Regions from separate parts of the Xenopus tropicalis genome. Here region 1 is linked to region 2. The links are chromatin contacts, called in public Hi-C maps. All regions are on one chromosome and are shown on one strand. Each heading gives the region's core, a stretch centred on a gene start, on an enhancer-like site or on the middle of the called end of the contact. The rest is flanking DNA. Distances are from core to core; before and after follow the strand shown.

What was found. Hi-C and Micro-C count contacts between places; a contact is called where the count stands out from the background.
Region 1: a contact with region 2 is called in a Hi-C map of neurula embryo, with 2.7 times the contacts expected there. The contact joins the promoter of mn1 here to the enhancer-like site in region 2. A contact is called at or near these places in 2 of 5 Hi-C or Micro-C datasets (gastrula embryo and neurula embryo).

Annotation. Positions count from the first base shown.
Region 1 is chr1:150,039,157-150,043,096 of UCB_Xtro_10.0, reverse strand. mn1 (meningioma (disrupted in balanced translocation) 1) reads left to right here and starts at 2,312. Exons shown (of 2, transcript NM_001100202.1): 1 at 2,312-3,940. The coding sequence starts at 2,419.
Region 2 is chr1:149,944,009-149,948,096 of UCB_Xtro_10.0, reverse strand. No RefSeq gene overlaps it. Among named protein-coding and RNA genes, the nearest start is that of mn1, 95 kb to the left of the region's middle. Within about 2 kb of position 1,291, at least 2 of the 11 cell types and tissues checked have an H3K27ac peak or open chromatin away from gene starts, as enhancers often do. A contact at or near this core is called in gastrula embryo and neurula embryo, where this site is marked.

The DNA of each region.
Region 1 (3,940 bases), core at 1,063-3,562, 94 kb before region 2:
TATTTCAAATTTTAACAGTTAGATAAACACAAAAGCAAATATAACAGTGAGCCCCAGAATTACCTACTATGCCACATGATCAATGAGAAGGGCTCCTGGAGCAAAGGGGAAGCAAACTGGTTTCATACAGAACAGCTGAGCACTTGTAATGGGACGTTCCACATGCAGTTTCCAGCCCATGTGCATCTGTGGCAGTTAGATCGGCAAACACGTCATTCCGCGAGTAATATATGGCATTCCGATACACATATATATGCAGGTCATTATCAGCCTAATGTAAACACTAGCCCAACTATCTCTTCTCTTCAAGTGCTTGGATCCATTACAATCTACTTACTGCTATCTTGCCATCTCTCCTCCTTATATGCAATGTACAATGTACATTATAATCACTGCCACAGAACTCTCTATGGACTTGTATTGTTTCTCTCCAATAGATAGATAGATAGATAGATAGATAGATAGATAGATAGATAGATAGATAATATATAGAAATATAGGTTGATAGATAAATGATAGACAGATAGATATATATATAGATGATAAATATTAGATATTGATGATAGACAGATAAATAGATAGATGATAAATAGAGAGATGATATAGATGGATGATAGATATTATAGATGCTGATAGATAGATGATATAGATGATGGATATAGATAAATAGATGATAGATAGATGATGATAGATAGATAGATAGATGATAGATAGATAGATAGATGATAGATAGATAGATAGCTAGACAGATGATAGACAGATAGATGATAGATAGATAGATAGATAGATAGATAGATAGATAGATAGATGATAGATAGATAGATGATAGACAGATAGATGTAGATAGATAGATATATAGATAGATAGATATATAGATAGATAGATGATAGATAGATATTTGTGTGTGTGTTTGGTGGTGTGTATGAGTGACAACCCAACCCGCATTCCTTTAGATGTTATTTCATTGTAGCATGCCAGCACAGCATGCTGGGAATTATAGTCCAAAAGCAGGTGAGGGTGCAGGTAGTAGAGTGCCACTGTCACATACACCCAAAGTGGCCTTTGTTCTAAGAAAACCCCAATGAGCTCTGTACAAGGCCAGGCCAGTGTGAGTAGTTAGAGTGGGTGCCCAGAGAGTCCCCCCCCCCCCCAATAATCACATTGCTTTCTCCTGCCACTTCCCTCATGTGAGTTCCATGAAGGGGGAGCCCCTAACAAAAGGATACTGCGTTGCTGCTAGATAGATAGGGCTTCTCTCTGCCTCTCTCTGTGTCTCTCCCAGGCAGCAGCTGCGCTTACACAAACAGGGCATGGCAGTGTGAGGAGAGGCAGGCGGCCAGGGTCGCTCTCACCAACCTATATTGTTATATGATGGAAATAAATGCCAGATCCGTCTCCCTCTCCCTCACTGCTCTAATGTGGAAGGAGCACCTTAAGTGTTAGCCGCGCCCCCCCTGCCGCACATTGGCTGCCAGCGAATGCGAGGAATTGATTGCCGCGGCCGCTGCTGCTCTATGCAAAACTTGTTGCTGCTGCTGCTGCTGCTGTGTCGGGCTGGGTGAGCGGCGAGGGGACAGCCGGGACCTCACACTCAAATCCTCCTGCCGGGGTGAGAGGGGGGGCAGATCCTGGCTCCGCTTCTGTGCTGAGAAGCCCCGACTGCTTGATCGCGAACAAAGGGACAAAGCTGAATACTGAGCTGCCGGCTTGCTGGATACGGAGGCACCACAAGTGGCTATAGAGATCCGGAGCAGTCAGAGCCTTAGGGACAGCATCTGAGCTCCGGGGACTGCAGGAGCCTGGGCTCCGGGCACGCCGGCACTTTGCGCTGTGTAGTGGAAGCGGGCAGAGATCCCAGGCGCTGGTGGTTGCAGATGACACTCAGTAGGGTGACACCATGCCAGAGGTGGGGGCGCTGAAACTTGCAGCCAGTTGGAGGGGAGCCCACCTACTGATAAGGCAATAGGAAGACTTCTTCATTCACATTCCCCTTCTGACCCGGGACAGTCCTGCCCATGTGGATATGCGACCCTAGCCAAGGGCATCGGATTTGCACGGACTAAGGTATCTGCAGAACTTTTGTTGATTTGCCTACTTTGGGCCAATTGGGGCGATTTCTTGGATGTGTTTGTGGTTTGGGGAGAGCGGCTGTTGCATTGGCTCTTCATGAGATCGCAATAAGAAAATGTTGACTTGTGATCTCACAGCCCAGGCCCTATCAGATTACAAAATGTGAGCTCATCTGAGAGAGCTCCGCACACAACATCGCTCCACTTCTTCCACTTGTGTTTGTGGCTCCGCACACTGTGCATGAATTCCGCCACAGCCCGCACTCCTGCCTGCCACTGCGACAAGCGACTGCGATAGCACCAGTAGCGGGACGAGCTGCTGCCATGCCTTATTGATCGCTTGGGAATTATGTTTGGGCTGGAGCAGTTTGAGCCGCAGATCAATAGCAGAAGCGCTGGCCAAGGAGAGAGAAACTTTACTCAGCCCGGGATGAATATGAGCTCACATTTTAAAAACGCTGCGTTTCATTCTGCGGGGGCACCGGGCGCTGTGGATTCTGCCATGGGAGCGTTGAACGAGCCTTCTATGTTAGGCATGAACCTCAATCTAAACGGAGAGCCTTATGGCTACCATGCTAGGGGACAATCAGACATCCACCCTGGAGGAATGCAGCCACAACCTGTCCATGGGTTCTTTAACAATCAGCATAATCCTCACCATGGGCACCCCAACTCGCACCAGCATCACCCTCACTTCAGTGGCAACTTTAATGGACCTGATGCCACTGCCTCCTGCTTGCATGGTGGTCGTTTCATGGGCTACAACAACAATATTGGCAACCAACAAGCCTTTGGTGAGGGCTATGAGCAGATAGCAGAGAATCCATCAGGAGAGGGATTTGTACAGCAGAGGTCAGGTAATATCTCAGAATTTCAACACCCCAACTCTACTGCTAGTAACCATGCTGTCCCCGCACCTTGCCTTCCCCTAGACCAGTCTCCTAACCGGGCTTCTTCTTTTCACGGGCTCCCTACATCCTCCACCTCTGATTCTCACAACCAAGAACAAAGGAGAATTCACAACCAAGGAGGTGTTGAACCTCTGGAATACAATTATCCCAGCGATAACCCTTCAGGACACTTTGAGGTACCTGTGTTCTCTCCATCAGATTCAGATGGCCATTATGGAGCTGGAAGGCAGGTCCCCAGCGGCAGTTTCCCTGGTACATCTGTGTTACCTAGACCTCCTGGCTTAGTGGGAATGGGTAAAGTTCACCCACAACAGCAGCATGGTGTCTTTTTTGAGCGATTTAACAATGCACGGAAAATGTCAGTGGGCATGGATCCTGCAGTCAATGCCAGACATCCCTTGCTGCAACAACAGCAGACTGGCTTACTTGCAAGGCAAAACTCTTGCCCACCCGCAATCACCAGGCAACAGCAAACAGAAGCCAATACCTCCAACCCAAACTTACAGGACAATGGACCAGTAATGCAAAGCCAACATGCACAGTTTGAATACCCCATTCATCGACTTGAGAATAGGAATATGCACCCATATTCTGAATCCGTGTTCAGTATGCAACAAGCACCTCCACAGCAACCTCCAAATCAAAGATTGCAACATTTTGATGCTCCCTATATGAATGTTACTAAAAGGCCACGCTTTGACTTCCCAAATAATCATAGCGTGGATAACTGTGCTGCATGGAATAATAGTAACATTCACAATGCTGCCATTGAGAGTCACCTGTCCCCTTCTACATACCCTGGTCTTCCAGGTGACTATAATCCTCAAGTGCCGGAAAGTTTTCCTCCTGGCCCAGCGCTGCAACACCCTGGTTCAGATCACCAGTCACTTCAACAACGCCAAAATGCAGCAATGATGATAAAACAAATGGCTTCCCGAAATCAGCAACAGAGAATGAGAC
Region 2 (4,088 bases), core at 42-2,541:
CCACATAAGGGCTAACCATTCTTTGGATGAGCAGAAAATAGACCATTATACAATGTGTGCTTTTATAATTTCTGTTGGACTTCCTCCGCTCTTCTCTTTTTTCCTTAAGTAGTGGACCAATTATCTGACTGACGACACATTTATCCAAATAAAGATGCCATCTAAAGATGCCTATGGAGCCCATTGGAATGCAGGCCATAAGTATGCCTTTGAAGGATGCATATTTGACCCATAAGCCTCCAGTTAGATAGCCCTGTTTTAATCTATAGATCTCTTACATAAACTGACAAATTTCTTAGAAAAAAATTTGATTCTGCTCTTTTTCCTCAAATCATACTACGCAATTTAAAAAGCAGTGAATAATTTAGATGGCATATATAGACCTTTTTATCTGACAAGCTCCTCTTTCATGTGAGCTCCATACTATTGTTTTTTTCTAGAAATGCCAGAATGTAATTAGAAAGAATGACTGTGGTCAATTTGGGCTCTTACTGTCATCTGTACATTTAAGAAACTCTATAGTAACCACAATCAGAAATACCATGGTACTCAGCTAGAGACATAAACAGAGAATGGAATAGTAGGGAAGATTACAGAATGATATGGTGCTGTGCTTTTGATTCACTCAATGTAAAAAGTTACATATAAGTCCTATAAAAGTTGTTAGAAATGTGTTAGTATAACTAAGTCGGCACAAAAACCTCTTTCTATAGAAAAGTCGCCTATCCCAGTGGTATTTGTAGCTGCCATTTTGGCATGCCTGGACAGGCCTAGACTGGCAATCTGTGTACTCCAGAGGGGTTGCTATGGGCAGTCTTTATTTAATTGCCTGGGGGGGGGGGTTGTGTACTTAAAATGCCAGGGCAATTTAAATCCCAATCTGGGCCTGGAAGTAGATTAGTGCCAGTCACCATGGACTGGAGTGGCCATTATTCTTCTATAGAAACTGGTTTCCTAGTAATATTGATACATTCCCACTCCATTCAGTGTCCACTAATTATGCAATCCACATGTGTAATTAAATACAAACCTTCTCTCTTTTAACATGCTCTTAAAACTTTGCTTTCTTTAATGTTACTACAGGCAACTGATCAGAGAAAATATTTTTTGCAATACAATGGTCTGGTAGATAGCATTGCTGCCTTGCAGTTCTGTTAGAGTTGTAACCTTAGTTTTATCTGCATGGTTGCTGGAAGTGCTACAGTGTCTGTTGGTACTTAGTTACTGTTCAATAGAAGGTCACAAAATCAGTATTAAACGAGAAACAAAATAGCTTTGGGGCTAGGCCTAGAAGAAAGGACAGCCTGGGGAGGTTTAAAAACAAAGGACTTTTCTTGTGCAGACTCCCAAGGTGGTGTCAATAGGTAAAAAGCCCTAAAGACCACTATTTAAGAGAAGATTCCAGCATTAAAGCATGTTTGACTGAACTTTAGAGCCACCTATAGTTGGGATATAAGTTAACAATGCTCCTAATGTGAGTTCTGTATATGCAAAGGGTACAATGCAAGAAGAAGCATTCTGAAAACAGAACATATTCACATTCCTCGTGCTATACACACAGCACTGCCTTAAACCTGAAATGAGAGGCCTTAACACTTTTTAAGGAATTGTGGGTAAAGATGTACAAATAACCATTTATGTCCTTGTAGCCAATTATTCATCCAGAACCCTTAGTTTTTTTTAAGTACAGATACAACCTAATAATTCAGAGCCATAAATACAAACTTGCAGACAGCCTGTTTTAATCTGTATGATCTCATCATAAGTACAAGATATTGAGCCAAGGCTTGTAAGGGGTAGGACTTGGAGTGCAACCAAACAAAAACCTTTAAAGTTAAAGTGAGAAGGGCCAAAAGGAGCTAAAAAGTCCTTCTTTTATATTTGAAAATACAACGCAACAAACTTTATTGTAGTGGTTTTGTTGCTCTTTTTGGCTCTTTTCACTCTAACCCTAGATTTTTCTGAACATCTGAACAAATATGTTAATATTGTTTAACCACCATTATTAATTTTACATTTTTCCCTTAAAGTTACTGATCTTTAAAATAATTATGATTATTGTAGCTTCTATGCTATGTTTGAAATACGGTTATCAATTGTCACTTCTAGTAAGTATAGCCAGATAGCATAACTCACTGATATTATACACCAGTAGGTAAGTCAAAAGACACAAAGATAAAAACATTTCTCGCATTGACCTGAATACAGTGTTTTCTCAAAGAATATCAGCTACAGAGTTCAGAAGACTGGAAGAGATGAAGGGCACTAAATTTACTTTATGGCAAGATATCCAACAAAGAAAACATATTAGTACTTGGAGGGCAAGGCGCTGAGTGCACAAAACAGGGGCAATACACCATGCTTTTTCTCCACAATTCTACTCACCCCACTCTTTGTTCCTATTGTGAATGGTTCTTTCACCTGATGTTGGTACATTGCTCATTGTCCCCATGAAAGGGGTGGCACATGGTGTGTCATGGGCATTTCTGTGCCTCTTACCTGTGTGTACCTCTGTGCCATTGTGCTCACAAGGAACATCTGTGAATGCAAGCACCCATCAACTCACATTATGCATTTGCACATTTTGTATAATATATAGTAAATATATATTTTTGCATAATAAATAAGCCCTGCTGTTCATTCACAACAAATCATATAACATAATTCATACTAGTACTTTAATCCTTTTTAAAAATTTCTAATCAATAATTTATATTTTCTTAATCAAAAAATACTTTTGATAGTATAGTATTAACAACACTCCTCCATACATCTGAATCATGTGAGCCAAAGAAACATAGAAACACTGAATTTGAAAAGAGCCAACTGGCCCTTTAGTTTCCCACTTTTATGAAACTAGCAACATATTTTCAAATGCATTGCTTTTTGTGTGCCATCAAAAATGTGGAGGAACTGAAACTTTATTACCAAAGTAGATTAGTGTCAACAGCTAACATCACTATCAATCTTCAAGCCGCACAAAAAGTGAAAACTGAAAACAATGTTCATAAAAATAACGCTGGGCCCAGTCTGCAGCTAAATACTGTAGCTCATGTGAGTTGACAAGGAATTGATTACCACCTCTATAAATCAGTTCACTACATAAAATGGAATCTTTGTGCAATATTTCAACATTTATTCTTCAAGCTTGTTAAACTTACACATTCTTTAAAGCTTTTTCTATAAATCATCCAATCTACTAAATGAGATGTAGCAATTACTGATGTTTGACAACAATGTTAATAATTTGAAGGTGGATGTTTTACCAACTGGATTAGCTTTTGGGGCTGATGAACTGTTTTTTTTTTTGCTTACCGAAGACAAAAGTGAATGAACTAAATACATATTAATTATTAATAAATATTTTGTGATTGGTGCTATTTGGGTCTTTTTTTATAGTTATGCCTATTGTCCCTATATTTACATAATTATAGAAGAGAAAATGATTTTAAATTTATGAATTCCAGTTTAATAAGTTTAAGAGATATAGACAATAAATGAGTCAGGTTTGGAGAACAGCATTGCCTAATGGATAATATTGAAAAATGCTTGGAGCATCCATTAGAAGGGAGCACTTACCGGTGTAGGAGGAGACTTTTTCACAACTGACTATATTCCATTATTTTATTTATTTATTTTTTACAAAAAATTGACTCTCTATGCTACTATGAAGGTCCATTTTTGGTGAAACACCCAACTGAGCTTTAACTCCACAAACAACAAATAATACCAATTTAAGTGTCATACTTGCACCAGATCTTCATGCATGTAGGGGTTAGAATGCTTTAAGGCAAAACTAATTTCAAATGTAATGAAGCCTTTTGATACCTGTGGATACAGAGGAACCTTAATGTTTCTCATTTAATGTACTTGTTTTTGTTCTGTATTCCACAACTTATTCCTTTTGTTGGAAAACAGCAGGCTGGCCTTTGGCTAGGATTTAGAGGTTGGTTTTGGGTGTCAGCACTTTGTCTTTGAGTGACTGATGTGAACTCTGGCCTAAAATTAGCATCTGGACTCAAAAGCTATATGCATAGTCTGTGTGTTCAGGGCAGTCATGAAACAGTCCCATAATAAAATGTTTCAAA